Regions from separate parts of the Gossypium hirsutum genome. Here all the other regions are linked to region 1. The links are chromatin contacts, called in public Hi-C maps. All regions are on one chromosome and are shown on one strand. The core of a region is the stretch at or near the end of the contact, and the rest is flanking DNA. Distances in the headings are between cores, read along the strand shown. Region 1 holds the start of LOC107948137 (vacuolar protein 8). Region 2 holds the start of LOC107945895 (PAP-specific phosphatase HAL2-like). Region 3 holds the start of LOC107945906 (internal alternative NAD(P)H-ubiquinone oxidoreductase A1, mitochondrial).

The links. Hi-C and Micro-C count contacts between places; a contact is called where the count stands out from the background.
Region 2: a contact with region 1 is called in a Hi-C map of leaf, with 4 times the contacts expected there. The contact joins the promoter of LOC107945895 here to the promoter of LOC107948137 in region 1. A contact is called at or near these places in 5 of 34 Hi-C or Micro-C datasets (callus, leaf and petal).
Region 3: a contact with region 1 is called in a Hi-C map of leaf, with 2.4 times the contacts expected there. The contact joins the promoter of LOC107945906 here to the promoter of LOC107948137 in region 1. A contact is called at or near these places in 6 of 34 Hi-C or Micro-C datasets (anther, callus, leaf and 1 more).

Annotation. Positions count from the first base shown.
Region 1 is chrA06:91,950,456-91,953,954 of Gossypium_hirsutum_v2.1, forward strand. It overlaps LOC107948137 (vacuolar protein 8), which reads left to right and starts at 1,989. Exons shown (of 1, transcript XM_016882604.2): 1 at 1,989-3,499. The coding sequence starts at 2,431.
Region 2 is chrA06:91,722,188-91,725,686 of Gossypium_hirsutum_v2.1, forward strand. It overlaps LOC107945895 (PAP-specific phosphatase HAL2-like), which reads right to left and starts at 1,807. Exons shown (of 3, transcript XM_016880047.2): 1 at 1,275-1,807; 2 at 1-478. The coding sequence starts at 1,644.
Region 3 is chrA06:91,793,410-91,796,908 of Gossypium_hirsutum_v2.1, forward strand. It overlaps LOC107945906 (internal alternative NAD(P)H-ubiquinone oxidoreductase A1, mitochondrial), which reads right to left and starts at 1,957. Exons shown (of 8, transcript XM_016880068.2): 1 at 1,712-1,957; 2 at 458-1,069; 3 at 28-241. The coding sequence starts at 1,027.

The DNA of each region.
Region 1 (3,499 bases), core at 739-3,238:
GAAAAAAGCTACGGTCGTTATTTTTTATGATTTTTATAATAATTTTTTTACAATTTTTTTTCTAATTTTTAATAAGAGCAGGGGCTTAATTGCTTTTTTGAAAAATTTTGAGGGTCTTTTTGATGTATTTTGAAAGTTCAAGTACCCAATTGAGTGAAAAAATCAAGGGCTTAATTGATTTTTTTGAAAAAGTTCGAGGACCTTTTTGATGCATTTTAAAAGTTGAAGTGCTCAATTGAGTGCAAAAAAATATGAGGTGTTTAATTTTTTTTATTTTTTTAAGTTTGAGGACTTTTTACACCTTAAGCCAAAAAAATTAATTAAGCTTTTTCAATTTTTTTACACGCCTCTAAACTAATAAAATTGGATAAATAAGTATTTTGACTAACTTTTACTATTAGTATTTAACAACAATGCTAACATGGCCGTTAATAAATGTCACGTTAGCAACGATTGCTAATATAATAGAGCCACATCACCGAAAAAAAAATATAAATTATTTTTAAATTAAGTACATATTTAACAAACAATTGTCCAGGTTCATTTGAATTTGGACACCCATTTATCAAATATATTATGGAATTATAAAAAATAAAAAAATCATTAAAACTAAAAAAAATAAATTTTATAAAAATATTATAAATTAATTAAAAATCAGACAATTTTATAAATTTTGTAAAATTTATTTTATTATTTTTATATTTTAAATAAAAAAAGATCAACAACTTATATCATAAAATTAAGATTAACAGTTTTTTGTCATATTTTTGCCTCTCATTTTTCAATTTGCACAAGTTATATTAATCAAATAATTTAATCAAAATGAGGAATATAATTTTTATAAAAATAATTTAAATAATTATAATTTTTTGATTTTTAATTAATTTCTTATAATTTTAAAAAATCTTTTTTTCTAAATTTTTATGGTTTTTAATAATTTTTAATATATTTTATGATTTTTAAATAATTTCTAATAAATTTTATAAATTTTAGTAAACTTTAATGATTTTTTTTATTTTTTTAATAATTACAGAATGAATCTAGATAAATAGGTGTCCACGTTCAAATGAACACAGACAATCACTTGTCGACACCTCTTTATCTAGATTTATTTTGCAATTATTTTAAAAATATAAATTTAGATATTTTCTTATATTTTTTTTATTTTGCTGGCATGACACTACCACGTTAACAATTGGTGTTGATGTAGCACCACCACGTCATCAATCGACGCTGGCATGGTATCTATTAACAGCCATATTAGCGTTGCAGTTAAATATTAACGATAAACGCCAGTTAAAAAGCTTATTTGATCAATTTTATTAGTTTCAGACTCAATTGAATAAAGAAAAATTCAAAACAACTTAATTGAATCTTTTTAAATCTAAAATAAAGTTTTTTTTTATGTAATAGTAGATGCTTTTTTATTTTTTTTCATTCTACCATTTCATCTTTATCTAAGTTGGAGTGATATGTAAAAGATTTAGATTTAAATCACTGCACTTTCTATTTGGCAGATTTTGAAAAGAAAAAAAAAACGTCGTGTTTAAAAATCAATTTATTTCTTTAAATATATTATAAAATAACCTATTTCTTTAATTTTTCTTTTATTTTGACATATTCATCAAATCTAGGGCAGTTATAGAAAAATATGGGCAATTGCTCCAAAAATAATGGAAGAAAGAAACTAACATTTAACGTGGGAAAGATGAGCCAACAAGATTTGTTGATTGATTTGATTATGGACAAACAATGATGACATTTGACTAATTAAGAATTAAGGTTTATTTTCTTACCTCGTACGAATTACAATCCAATTAAGGCTGATTTACGTTATATCAAAATTCAAATTTTTATCATAAATTCATTTTCTTACCTTGTACATATTACAATACAATTAAATTGAAACGGTGGAAAAGTAAATAGAAAGTTCATGAGATCTGATGAGATTTTAAAGAAACCTTATTGTTGATAGGTGCCCCCACAGCAACCCACTGCAAAACCCCATTCATGCATGTACAGTGTTCTACAAATACAATCGTCAATAAAGAGATGAAACCTTTCAAGTCCTTTATCACTGATCAGAATCAGATACACTACTTTTCTTTTTCCTTTTAACCATCTCCCTCCTCAGTTCTTTTCACGCTGTGAGCTTCAGCCACCCTTTTAAGTTTTAACCCTTGTTATTATGGCAGAAATTTATACCCTTATCTTCATCCTATTGACTTGTCACTGTTACACCACCTAAACGGTCAGCCCTCTATTCTAAATATAAAATTAAAGACCCCCATTTCAGTTGCAGCTGCAAAATGAAAAGATAACTTTAGATTAGATATCTGCAGTCAGTGGCCCTCTTTCTCTCTCTTCTTAGACAGTGTTAGATTCCTTCCTTCAAAGCAAGCATTGAATTTGAAGAAAAAGGGGAAAAAAATGGGAGAAGAAGAGAAACCAATGCAAAAGCAGCACCAGAATTCAATAGAATCTTTCAGTGCAATGAAATCTAGTATCAAGCAGGCTGTTCAGGTTATATCTTCTTTGATTTCTCTTTCACATTCTATCAAAGTTTTTAATGTTAAATGGCAACTCATTCGAAAGAAGCTAGAAGAGATGAGTTCTGGGTTGATGGCTGTTGGAAACTGTGATTCAAGTGAAAACGCAGCGGCCTTCTCTGACGTGGTTCCTTCCATTTTGGCAACTGTAAACGAGTGTTATGATCTCGGGAGAAGATGTGTGGATCTTTCTTACAGTGGAAAGCTCCTGATGCAAAATGACCTTGATGTGATGGTTGCAAAATTTGATCTCCATGTAAAGAATCTTTCAGGGATTTACACTGCTGGGGTTCTGAGCCATGGTTTCGCCATCGTTGTTTCCAGGCCTGGTTTTGGTGCTTGTAAAGATGACATGAGGTTCTATGTAAGAGATTTGTTGACAAGGATGAAGATTGGTGATATAGAAATGAAAAGGCAGTCCTTGGTGAATTTATATCAACTTATGGCTGAAGATGAAAGGTACATGAAACTTGTAGCACTTGAAGTTAGTGACATTGTGAAATTGTTGGTCGATTTTCTTGATTCACCAGAGATGGAAATTCAAGAAGAAGCTTCAAAGATTGTATCTTTAATCTCTGGGTTTGATTTGTATAAAGGGGTTTTAGTTGAAGCTGGGATTATTGGCCCTTTAAATCGGATTTTGGAAACCGGCAGTAATTTGGGCAAAGAAGGAGCTGTTAGGTGTCTTCAGACATTGACTGTAAATTCAGACAATGCATGGTCTGTTTCAGCTCATGGTGGGGTGACGGCACTCTTGAAAATATGTTCAAGCGGTGATTTTGGAGGGGAACTAATTGGTCTTGCTTGTGGGGTGTTGAGAAACCTTGTTGGTGTTGAAGAGATTAAGAGGTTTATGGTCGAAGAAGGTGCTATTGCAACATTCATCAAGCTAACAAGATCAAAAGAAGAAATCGTGCTGATTAATTCAATGGAGTTGCTTCAAAACGTAG
Region 2 (3,499 bases), core at 557-3,056, 230 kb before region 1:
CCTTTATCCCACGAGTTGGATGTTGGTGGGGTGAGTTTAGATAGGATCCGGTGATAGCGGTGATGATACGTTAGCCATTCCTTCTTCATTGGATAATTTGGGCAACCAAGAACACCAAGAACAACTTCCCCATCCTCTATCAATGCTAAAGCAACAGCATATTGATCATCACGTACAAACCCGAATGTACCATCAAGGTGGCCAAGTGCCCAAAATCTTCCAGTAGGACCTCCTGATGAATTGCAGCGACTAATAGCTTCGAGTACATCCAAACTCCTGAGCCGCGTTTCAGGACCCTTAAGCCCAAAATGAGGTGCCTCAACTAGACAATCGTTGACTGTTTTCACCACAGCATCTAGCAGGTCAGCTGCATCAGCTTTAGAGAGGCTTTGAACATCTTTGTTGCCAAGAATAGACACATTTTGGCAGCCGAAGGATTCAGAAAGTATCCAGCTTACCGCTGCATGAACGCTCCAATCTAGAAAGTAGGAATCTTTGGTTAATCTAAGATGGATTTTGCAAGCATAAGCAAGGAAATAGAAGTGTGGGGATATGACTTTCCAAGGATCTTCAAGCAGATGAAAAAATAGTTGGAAAAAAGTTTAATAAACTCATGTTAGACATGTATCCATCCAAATACGAGTAACATAGTACTTCATTGAATGGCCATCAATTTGTTATGGGATTGAAGTTAGGGTATGTTAATGGACCTACTGATCTCTCCATTCTCAGGCATTGCTCCACACGTAATGGGTGACCAGGAATAGTTTCTCCCACTCAAAATTTTAAGGCCCAATTAAATGAGAGATGTGGTCAGCATTTTAACTGTAGGCATCAAATCCTTTTCATGACCCCTTATTTGTCAACAAAACATTGGCAACGCAGCAATTATCCTCATATATCAATTTCAGCTTGTACTAAAAATCATTAACTTTGAATTGGTACATAGAAACACTAGTGATCCAAATTTGTAAATCTGATTGTATCAGCATATAATATAATATAAAAGTATAAAGTAAAACTTGACAAATTTCGAAATTTATTTATGTAAAATTGGGTTCACATAAACACAAACTATATGCGCAAATTCCCCAAAATTTTATGTCCAATAAATCGTATTTCATTCTTGCTAAATAGATCGAAAATTACATGTTATAGAAATAGTGAATGGTATTTTAGTTCTTTGTACCTTGTACTGGAAGTATCCACGTTCTGGGTTACATTTAACCACCCAAGATGCAGAGTTAAAAGGAAAGAAAAGGTGATTGATGTACCTGGCAGAGTGAGAAGAGAGTTGTCATGTTTGGAATGAAGTGAAGTGTGTTGAAGATTGAGAGAGAGAGAAGAGGCCATTTGAACAGCCCTGATAGCGACATCCAATTCCTTGGCATATGCTTCTTGTGCTTGAGCTGGTGAAACAACAAGCTCTCTCTGCTCTTCCATTACTGAGGAAGAAGAAGAAGAAGAAGAAGAAGAGAAGTTTTGGTTAGACTTTAACTGAGAAACAATGTGGAAGTTGTGTGGGTGGGTTTTTGTCCTATGCGTAGGGAAGCAGCTTCCCACGTAGGTAGTGGAAGCTATGTAGTTGGTTTGTGGCAGGAGATGGGGGACTCTGAAACCAAGGGTTGAGCAATTTAAAGGCATTTGGAAATGATTAGATACTCTCGCTCTCTTCTTTGTTTTGCGTTGAGGAGACCTATAAATATAAAAACAAATAAAACAGATAATGGTTTATTGTAATTGTGAGACAAATTACACTCAGGTTGGGTGTAAATTTCTGCATATAATATCTCAATCTCTCATTGCAATGAGATTTTCAACTCAGAACCAATAACACTATATATAAACCAAAAGTCTGCATTCACATCTCTCTCTTCTCTTTAACCATTTTGATTATTCTCACATTTAATATTTATATTTTAACTTTTAATATCTTCTTTTTTATTAAAATGTTACATGATTATATATAATTTTTTCGACAATAATTAATTAATGTCATTAATACATTAATAATTTTAATATTTTTTTTAAATTTTAAAATATTAATTGATAAATTTAATAAAACTAATTTTAAGGAAGGATAATAACTAGACTTCAATTTTAAATCCAAAAAAAAGTGAAGGGGTGGAAAACCCTGATTTGAGTGCCATCCAGAGTGTTGTCTTACTAGGGGATGATCCTGTTTTGTGTCAAAAGTAATGGAGAAACAGGGTGTTGTAGTAATGGAGAGCAGCAGCTTTGATTTTGAATAGTTTCCACTGCATTCGTCAGTAAATGTTTCCTTCTCAGTTTTCCTCGTTAATTGAGCTTAAAGTAATGATAAAGAAGGCGTTAAATGGTGATTAGCATCATGGATGGGTCTCTCTTGATATTGGTGGTCTATCATCCCAAGGTAGAAGCTTGCAAGCGTTTTCAACGTTAGTACTCTTAAATACCAGGGCAATAATTCTTTGCTTTTGGGTGTCATCATGATTTCATCAATACGTTTGAAGTTAATCAAAGTGGTGTTGATAAAAGATAGCCTTAAGCGGTAACATTTTTTTTTTATATTTAATTCAACTTAAATGCTTCACACATTTATTTTTGAAATCCAAACTTCAATTTTATTCAACCTCAGCTGTATTAAAAAAAACAATTATATGTCAAAAATCTATTCATAGATAGTCAAAAATATTAAATTCTTGTTAAAAATAAATTTTTAATTCAACCATGGCGTTAATAATTTTCGTCATTGATTACGTTAATTGTTAAAATGAATTAATAGACCAATCATACAGTAACATATGATAACTTTTATTTTAATCTAATATTTTGTTATAAGAATAATTAAAAATCATTAAAAAATTTTATAAAAGAATAGAAATTTATAAATATTAAATTTTATGTAAACTTATAAAAAATAATACAAACTTATCAATATTATAAAATACAAAATATCTAATAAATCATTAATTTTTTATAAAATTAATATAACATATTTAAAAATGCATAACTATACAAAAATCATAAAAAATACAAATATTAAAATAATAAATTTGATATAAACATATAGGAATTTTAAAAAAGACCATGAAAACTTGATTAGGATAGGATTGATCAAAATAATTAGATTGAAATCAATAAGGTTATTTGTCCAAAGAAAGCCATTAGATCAGTTGACTTGGGAATCAAACGGTTGAACTGATTTTTTTTCAATGTTTTATTTAATTGAACTGGACATACCAGTCAAACTGGCATACTTGTAGCCTGATTGGTTCGACCATCAGTCTGATTCTAAAAACTGATAAGTGTCAAAAGTAACAAAATTTAGCCTCATTCTTTGTGCATTTTTAGGTGATTATGTGACATTAATTATGAATTATATAGTCTTAATATTCATGTGTTGATGCTTAATAGGGCATTTGGGAACAACATGAGTGAAAAACAATGGAAATTAGAACATTGGAGCCAGAGGCAAATTTAGGGGGGCTGATAGAGGCCCCGGCCTCCTAAAATGGAA
Region 3 (3,499 bases), core at 707-3,206, 160 kb before region 1:
GGCCAAGGATTCAAAGGGATCACTCACCTGGATTTTCAGAGAGCATTAGGTTCAAAAGAAGTTTCTTCCTTATTTCTTGGGCATGATTCACTTCACGAAGGAAATATGCATTTCCCTTCACACCCTTGATACCAAAAGTTAAAGGCTCTGCTCCAGCGGCAATTACAAGCTTGTCATATGCAACTTTAAATTGATAAGGTTCGTGAGGTAGTCCACCATTGCTCATTGTCTCACAATACACCTGATCAACGCATTATGTACTTAGGCTTTTAATAACTTGACAAGCAAAGAACATGGAATCTCATTTTATAATAAGACAATTCACTCTTGCATGTTTTTCTGAACCAATAACAATCATGAGTATATGCATGTTATTGCACAATACTACATACAGAATGATTAGAGAGGAGAATGTAGATACTGTAAAATATAATATTTCTGGCATACATTAACGCACCTCATGTTTGTTAGTGTCAACGCCTATGCAAGAAGCAAGATAGAAGTATGAATTGGGGCTTGTTGCCAATGCAGACTGTATCCGGCTAACAGGCTCGGAAACCGAGCGGAATTCAAGAGTTCCAACACAAGTTGAAGCAAGCAAAGGGGTGAAAACCATGTGGTTTCGAGGTGATATGCAAACAACATCATAGGCTTTGGTGTCAAGCCCATTGAGGAATCGGCATGCTGCCCATCCAGTACCAAGGACAACCACTCTAGGCTTTTCGCCTGGCTTGGTTGCCTCTAGTCCTGGATACCTTGGTTCATCATGTTCCGACTCCGACTCTGTCTCCACTAGTCGGTCAGCTAAAGGAAACTGATAATGTGGGGTTGTCCTTATTCCCCTGCTCCAAAAATTCATGTGATTCAACCCTTTTATGGTGGAAAGGGATGTCAAATTGCTGTGCACATTGATTTTTTCAAGGGAACCGGATAATCTTTCAAAGAAGATATTCCTCTCAGTCGTGTTACTACCAACGACACCACCTGATCTTCTCAAGCCACTCCTGGCAACCCGTGCAAGTGCCATGAACAACTTGTTTTAATCAAATTTCTAGCAATACCTTTATTTCTGCCCTGGAAAAGAAATATATAGTGAAGTAAGGTATACAATTCAAATATAGCAGAAGGGCTGAATTGAGGAGATGAGTTAAATAGAGAAGCTGGGGAGGGCAACCCGTCGATTCGGTTAACAAAAAAACGATTTAACCGACCAACTCTGTATTTTAACAGTAGAACCAGCCCAAACCTATCAGAAAACACCATATATATGAAGAATATTCAATCGATCATTGCCAAGAAAGTTCTGAATTTGCGACAAATGTATCATTAGAAGCAACGACGATTTGTACAAATACGACTAAATGTGAGGGGAGTAGCACAAATTGCATACGACAAAGTAGTAATAAAATGAAGGCATTTCTTTCAAGAATCTTCTTTTGGTTTCTAAGTATCACTAGAGGCAGCCTAATTAATATATTTAAACATACGAGCAACTATCCTACTATACAAGCACAAAGGGTTTTAGAGATGTTATAGTAAAACCCTAGACAGAAACCAAAAATCTTATCAAACATGTAACAGTGAACTGTTAGAAATAAGTATGACCAATGAACAACCATTTACCACAAAATTGCCTAACTGAAAACAAAACAATAGAAGAGAAAGAAACAAAGAACAGTTTTTTTTTAATAAAGAAGATGAAGGACATTACTTTGGAAATATTTGAGGTTTGTCTTCTTGAAGTAGATTCTGGGAGAGGTTTTAAGAGAAAATGTTAATGGCGTTGTTTTCAGAGAACACACACAAAGAATCAAAGCCCAATAAGTATTAATAGTTTTGGTGATGTCGACAGTAAATTTAAAAAAAAAATACTAAAATAAAAGGTAGATGAAGGTGCTGAAAGCTGAAAGCAGCCGACTTGAGGTGCAAGAAAATTGTTGAGCTAAGCTAAACACCCTCTTGAAAGCATGTATATTTATATTGGTGGAGAACAGGAGAAAGAGAAATTAAAAAAAGAGGAAAGCTGCCGTACATTACGTGAGTTGGAAACGGAAAAAGCAAGAATATTACGGAATCTTTTCTGGTTCCTAATTCTTAAACGACATAGTTTGAAAGTATCATGAATTTAGGGTTTGCTTTTAATAATTTAAAATTGATTTGGCAAGGAAAGCAATATGCATAAAATGTTTTTATTTTTATTTTTAAAATTCTATAAATCTGAAATAAATATATTATTTTAAAGTATTTTTCTCCAAGATGAAAGCTAAATAAATGAGGATGGTTTGTAAAATTCATATGATCCAGCTGGCTGTACAGTATAAAAGCAAAGTCCAAGCAATAGTTCTGTGGAATGGTGGCGGCGACTCTTCAAAGTAAGTGTGAAAAAGTCCCCCAGTTTTTTTGGAAAGATGGAAGTTGAACGGCTTTTGATGGACTTAGGTGAAAGTAAACATCGGGTAAATTTGTTATTTTTATTAAAAATTTAATTTATTTCTATTATTAATTAAATAATACATGTGACGTGTTATGGTACAAGAACTAATTTTTAATAGAATGATTAATTTACCTTTTAATCTAGTACATAAAAATTAATTGGTTTATTTTTTGAGTTAAAAAAGAACAAAATATAATTTGACTCACAGTATAAGAATCTCCATAATATTTTTATAAACAAAATAATCAAATACTATACTATAAATGCATTTTTTAATATTCTTGTATATCGATATAGATGTAGTTTGGTATATTACTTTGAGTTTCTTAATTTTTTAAAATATTTTTATATATTATATATACATGTAAATATAATTTAAAAGCATAATATATATAGTTATATGTAAAATAAATTTTAAAATTGCAAATTAAATCCAATAATTATATTTTATTAAACCAATACAAAATTTAAACTACTTAAAATCGATTTATATTGAGAAAAGACGAGTCCCTCCAACACAGTGTTTGGTGTGAAAGAAAGATCCAGTGCAGGTTCCCCCGGTGTCGTGTTTTTGTTGTAAGTGTCAAAGTTTGACAGGCACAAAAGGGTTGTTTCATTGTTTGTCTTGTCTCCCACGTTCTTGCTGTTTTTTCTTTATTGTTTTGGAATGTCGCATTCAATGAATTGAATTTGGCCTTTGGTTTACTACTTTAGTACGAAATTAGGTTTAAGATAAATTACACCGTAACATCATTAAACTAATACTAAATTTATATTTTCATCCCTTTAGTTTAAAATTTAAAAAATAGTTATTAAATAATTTAAAATTTTTTATTGAAGTCATTGAGTTGTTAAAATCGACTTCTCTGCTCGCATTGCTTATATAAATCAAAAGCTCTCATTCCCTTTCTCTTCTACAATTAAGTTTTTTTTTCATGAAACAACTTTAAACATCATGAATTTACAAACAAACACATTAACAACTTTCTTCCTTGGTCTCCAACATTGACCAACAGATTGACTTCGATTTAAGATATGTTCATCTACTTATTGATGTTTACTAAT